Regions from separate parts of the Gossypium hirsutum genome. Here region 2 is linked to region 1. The links are chromatin contacts, called in public Hi-C maps. All regions are on one chromosome and are shown on one strand. Each heading gives the region's core, a stretch centred on a gene start, on an enhancer-like site or on the middle of the called end of the contact. The rest is flanking DNA. Distances are from core to core; before and after follow the strand shown.

Region 1 (3,185 bases), core at 391-2,890:
TTTATAGTTTTCGTTTGATGAGGACTGAAATATTAAAATTTAAAAGTATAGAAACTAAAAATAATTAAATTAAAGTGCAAAAATTAAAAGTGACTAATAGAATTTAATCTATTTTTATCCGATTTGAATTGCATTATATTGAAATAAAATAGTAGATTCTCTCGCTGTGTTTCGAAAAATTTAATAAACATTTTATTTATATTAATTTATGATAGATTCGTATAAAGATTTAATTTCTATACAACAAATTATGTAAGATATAGATTGAATATTAATTAGAGCATCACACTTCACGAAAAATATTTATATATTTCCAACACGCACACCCAAAAATAAGAAACACAGATAAGAAGCAAACAATACAAAATATGTAATGAATTATGATATAATAAATACATAAATTATTCTCTAAATTACAACACTATAATAAATCGTTTAAAAATAATATAAAATTACCAACAAGTAATTTGGTGCAATAGTAACACACATTACACTTTTAAGGAAAAAAGATATGTTCGAATATTAAAAATACCATTATTAAGAGGAGCAGCCACAAATTCTGAATCTTGAAGGCACCAACTAGTGATTGGGTGAAATAGTAAACACGTTACATTCTCAAGAAGAAAATGTGGATTCAAATATTGGAGATAACATTATTAAGAAAGACAACCATAAACCCCGAAAATAAATCATAAAATGAACATACATATAATATAAAAAAAATGAAATTAACACATATATGAACAAATTGAAATTTATAACACAAACATGGGATTGATGAAAAAAGAATATAAAAATAATAATATTGGCTGGTTAGGCTCGGATTTAGCATTTTTAATCTAGGCTGGGCTTGGGCATGATTTTAGGTCAATTTTTGGGTCAAGTTCGGGTTTAGAAAACGACCCTAAAATTTTGCATCGACTTAGCCCATGTGCAAGTCTAGTCATAACCATCTCAGACACTCATACATGTTCATGTTTATAGTATAAATTTTATAACTTGTATAAAAATAATTTTTAAAATTTGATTTGACTTATGTAATTACTCCAAATCTCACCCTCTTCCTAAGAATTGAAAAGTGTAATTGGGGGTACTCCAATTACACCCAATTCGATAAGACCCGCCCGTTACAATGCTTACCCAAACATGCCATCATTGTGTAATTACAAGCAATCACACCCAAACTAATTATTAGGTGGCTTTCCAAATATTATCTAAGTAAAATTTTGCTATTTCTAAAATCCGATACGCCAAACATATATGTTAAGATTGAAATTTCAAATTTTAAAATGTATAGAGACTTGGAATGATCCAACTGGAGAAAATGGAATAAATCTACAACTTTATAAATAGTATAGGACTATTAATTGAAATCAATCAAATAGATTTAACTACTACTATTTGAGTTAAGACTAAAATTTCATATTTTAAAAAATACAGGACTAAAATCAATCGATTTGAAAAATATAAAAACTAAGATTAATTAAATAAAAATATAAAAATTAAATTTACCACTTTCACATGATACAATACCCAATCCAATATTTCAAACATCTTCCACTCACTTCGCCAGCAATACTTCATAACTTGGGTAGTGTGGAAATTTAAAGGGCCTAACATCTTAAAGGTAGGTTGCAGTGGTCTGTTAGAGTAGACTGGGCTGACTCAGTCGACCCGTTGATAACCTTTGTTTATGTTTTGGGTTATACTGAGTCGGTGTCTTCTAGTTTATTCTGATTGGGCCCTTCATTTAATCTCTCAGCATTTTTCCATCACTTATTTTTTATTTCCTTCTAATTTTGAAATATCGGGGTTTGGTAAATTTAAAAAGAGGAGAGAAGATTTCCTTCAATTTTCCTTTGAGGTTCATAAAATTCATAGTTGATTCGATTCCCATGAATCCAGGTATTTATATTTCCATTATTGAATTCATTCATTTCTAAATTCCAATCCACCATTTTCTTTGCTCCCGGTGATTATTTTTATTCGAATTGTGTAGTTACAGAATGAAGAAGAATGATTTAAACTTCAATCTTTGTTATTGGTTTTGTTTCATCTCATCGCTTTCTTCCCCTTTTTTTCTTATTCTTTTAATTACATTATTATTAGTTAATTAATTGCCTTAATTTTTGCGGATTTTGCCTTAACAGTTCCCTCTGAAGTAGAATTAGAATCAGCTTTGCGCTTGAAGACCGTACAGTACTTTGTGACGCAGAGGCCTTGGCTTGGTATTTTTTATTATTTATTTTCATATATTTTCCATAATGATTTTATTCATTTTTTTTTTCGTTTGAAAGCCATTAGCTTAAGTTTTTTTTTTTTTTGTATAAAACACTTGTAAATTATTAATGTTACTTTTTCTTTTCAAATTTCAGATCTTTATGGAAAACATGTTAGACCAGTTGCCCCTTTTGGAAGCGCCAGCAGAAGATCATATGTTGATCCTGCACTTATCCATCGTAGCTTGCCCGATGAGCTGCTTTTCGAAGTATTTCAATGCATTAGTTCTTTTTGACAAAATTTTTATTAGCTTACTTTGGTTTTCTCTATCTGCTTCTAATTGTTTATTATTCATCTAGAAATGCTAGGTTTTGAGCTGAAAATGTGATTTTGAATCTATTGATTGTGATTTCGTTGATAAACGGACATCTTGAAGTTTATTTTATTGCGTAAGAGCTGAAAATTCTAATTTCAATGGCAAAATATCAAATTTTCCTACTTATGAACTGGTAGAATTCCTTGTCTTTAAAACATAGAGCAATTTAAAAGAAGAAACAATTTTTTCCCCTTAATTAGAGAGTAATGATGAAATAAATGTACAGGTCTTTGTACGAATGGCTCCATATGATTTAGGAAGGGCATCATGTGTTTGTCGAAAATGGAGGTACACAATCCGTAACCCTGTGTTTTGGCGTACAGCCTGCTTAAAGGCTTGGCAGGTAAATTTGCTTTCCATATGGAAGCTTTTATTAGTTTGCATGAATTATTGATGCTTAAAACTAGTGCCTCTTTTCTTCAGCTTTCTGGCCTGGTGGAGAATTATAAGATCTTGCAATCAAAATATGAAGGTTCATGGAGGAAAATGTGGCTTTTAAGACCTCGGGTACGAACTGATGGTAAGTTGTACTTTCTCACTTGTTTTTAGTTTTGGGTGTAATATATTCGGTGGGAAATGGAGAAAGGTA
Region 2 (3,205 bases), core at 194-2,693, 130 kb before region 1:
TCAAGTTCAACTCCACTAGTTAAGGCTGAACTCAGCAATTATCCAACCCAAGCCAGAAAGTAATAATTCTAAAGAATCGTCGAAGTGGAACTTTCAACTTTCTGTAGGGAAAAAAAGGCTGAAAAAAAAAAGAAAACACCAAAAACGGATAGATTTTCTGGTTAAAGTTACATCCTGTCGGTACATATCCTGACAATGTCTGCTAGTTGGATTAGCAATAAATCTTGGAGAACTTGAGTTCTACCCGTTTAGAACTATCGAGTATTTAATGGCTAGCAATTATTTTCTAAAGCCTGAAAATGACCAACCATTTCCGTGAGAGAAAAGCCAACTGTTTGCATGTCATAAATGCTACTTCTTTCCACCAAGATTTCAAGTGTGTCACGCATTTTTGAACTTCTAAAAACATTGCACACCAAAAATAAAAAACTTTAATTCCCAAAATTTCCCAATTGCGTGATTCATGAATTTCAGGATACCCACTTGAAAGTTAACGTGAAACAAGTTTTCACAAGAATTTATAATTAACACAAAGGATATCTATTTGTATGGGAAAAGAACAAACAGAGCCAATCAGCTTTAAACAATTGAAGCAAAAACCGCTTTAGAGACAAAAAAAGTAGTTGAAGTTCTTTATTAGGAACCAAATATGAACCATCAAATCTTTTATTCTAATTTCTGGAGACAAGTCGACTATCAATTAAAGTTTTTACTTGAACTTTAATTTAAAAAAACTCATAGTTGATTGGGCATCAAGTATCAGAAATAGCTGACTTTCAGCCGCCCCTTGACTCTGTACTAATACTATGATCCATAGCTCATGATATAACTCCACCGCCTTCTCATCAATTTTAAAATTTAATCAAATAAAAAACAATTCTAATCTAAAATCAATTTTTTAAAAAAAAAATTATTGAAATAAATACTACAAATTAAAATGAAAAAAAAGTTATTTGACCTCGTAGATGGAGGATTCGAGTTCCGGCTTGGAAAGATCGTCGCGAAGAGCGGCGACAATTTGCGGCTCGTTCTCGTCCATCAGTTTCAACATGGCTTTCAACTGAGTCCTTCTCCATTCGTAGTCTTTAGTCTTTCCCGCTACGAAGCTAGCTCTCAACTCCTGAACCACTTCCTTCGCGGAATCTATATCGAAAACCGCCTTCTTCTCCACTTCGCTAGCCATTATTATCCAAAAATAACGCTCAGAGAAAACAATAACAAAACCGATACTAGATTCAAACTTTGAACTTGATGCTTATAGAAGAGGCGAGCAAAATAAAATTGACAATACTGATTGGCTTTCTTTTATTGAGATTTTCTTAAAGAATACGCAGGTGTCACGTTAAATGTAACGATACAGCCGCATCCATATATATATTTATCTATGGCGTTCCTTCGTCATTCGTCAACCCATTACCGAGAGTTATTTCACACGCGTAGAAATGAGCGCGTGCCTGATGGGCTCTCCCTTAATTTTATTCCGGCTGTCTTGGACAAATAAAAAATTGACTTTTGGGTAATTTAAATTTACATAAATAAAGTGTGGTGGTGGCTGTTTTTGTCAAATTTGGGGGTATCCGCTAAAATCAAAATTCTACTGAAAGAAAACGAATTTGGCTGTTTTTTCACGTTTCTTCTCTATCTATACCGATGTGATGACTTTTATTCTTGTGAAGTGAAATTTCTTTATATTATAGGTATAACTTATTTGGTAAGTTATTTAAATTTTTTATATTATTTATCGAATCATCTTAAAATTTTAAAATTTATTAATTTACCTAATAACTTATTTGGTAAACTATTTATATTTTTATATTTTTTTAATTAATATTATTTATCGAATCATTTTTAAAAAAATAAATTTTATTAATTTTGTTGATGTGGTAATTCACACATTAGTAATTAGTTAATTTTTTAATTAAAAATATTTTTTTATAATTTTAATTTTTTATATATTTTAAATTTTAAAAAATTAATTAATTGTTTATATAACATTCATATGGACGTCACCTTAGCAAATTTAACAGACATTAATTTCTCTATCTCTTTGTTTGATTTGATAAACAACACAAATTTAAGGGCTAAAAGAGCAAAAAAAATGGAAAGATAAAATGACTCTTTTTTATTTTTTGTAAAGTTTGAGAGACAAAATGAATTAAGCTGATTTACAAGTAAAACAAACACCAATTTATTTAGGTAATGGTTAAAATATTATTATTTTACAAAATAAATTATATTATTTTGAGATTAATACCATATTTGGTACTTATATTTTTATAAAATATCTGATATGTTACTTATACTTTGAAAACATCTAATGTTGTACCTGAACTATCAATATGTATTTTATTATAGTACATGTACTTTTATAAAATGTTTGATGTGGTATATGCTTTGAAAATGTCTACTGTGGTACGTAAATTATTAATGTGTTTTTTATTATTATGATACATGTACTTTTATTAAATGTCCATGTAGTATTTGTACTTTGAAAATGTTCAATGTGGTACTTAAACTATCAATATGTGTTTTATCATGGTAAGTGTTAACATCGACAATGAATTACTAAATCAAACAACAACAAAATTCGGCACGTAGAAATTTTTTTTTTTCAAATCATCAAGTAACATTATCTTAAAAAACTAAAAAAATAAATTAATTAAATTAAAAACAAATAACTAAATATATTATTAATAATAAAAAGAAGTAAATACTAAATTTACATAAAAGTATATTAAAAAATTGATAAAAAATATTTAAAAAGACATTTGTAAACATTGTCTGAAAATATCTAAAAAAAACAAAAAATTTATTAAAAACAGAAAAATAAAAACGATATAATTTAGTAAAAATAAAATAATATAAACATACCTTTTTAATAATATGGTTTTATATATTAAAGTTTTACTAATATATGAAAAAAAAAAGCTTTTGATTTGTTTCTTGCTTAAGTAATAGTGGGCACATCAATAAATTATGTTGCGGCCCTATCACTTTCTGCTAATTTAATTTTAGTTTGATTGGTATGCGTATTGTTATCAATGTGAGAGGACGTAAGTTGGAGTATGGCGAAACACATTATCTTCCTATTTAAGGGTTGGAGAGGGGCTATAGGTAATTATAAATTTAGTTGTTAATGTTTATATTGTTTTTAATTTAGTTTTTATTATTTTTAGTTCAATTTGGTCCTAAATGTTTTAAAACG

What was found. Hi-C and Micro-C count contacts between places; a contact is called where the count stands out from the background.
Region 2: a contact with region 1 is called in a Hi-C map of leaf, with 3 times the contacts expected there. The contact joins the promoter of LOC107901426 here to the promoter of LOC107901422 in region 1. A contact is called at or near these places in 3 of 34 Hi-C or Micro-C datasets (all in leaf).

The regions. Positions count from the first base shown.
Region 1 is chrD06:6,652,217-6,655,401 of Gossypium_hirsutum_v2.1, reverse strand. LOC107901422 (F-box protein 7) reads left to right here and starts at 1,640. Exons shown (of 11, transcript XM_016827428.2): 1 at 1,640-1,905; 2 at 2,151-2,228; 3 at 2,376-2,488; 4 at 2,823-2,939; 5 at 3,020-3,116. The coding sequence starts at 1,896.
Region 2 is chrD06:6,783,334-6,786,538 of Gossypium_hirsutum_v2.1, reverse strand. It overlaps LOC107901426 (aldehyde dehydrogenase family 3 member H1), which reads right to left and starts at 1,443. Exons shown (of 10, transcript XM_016827433.2): 1 at 959-1,443. The coding sequence starts at 1,183.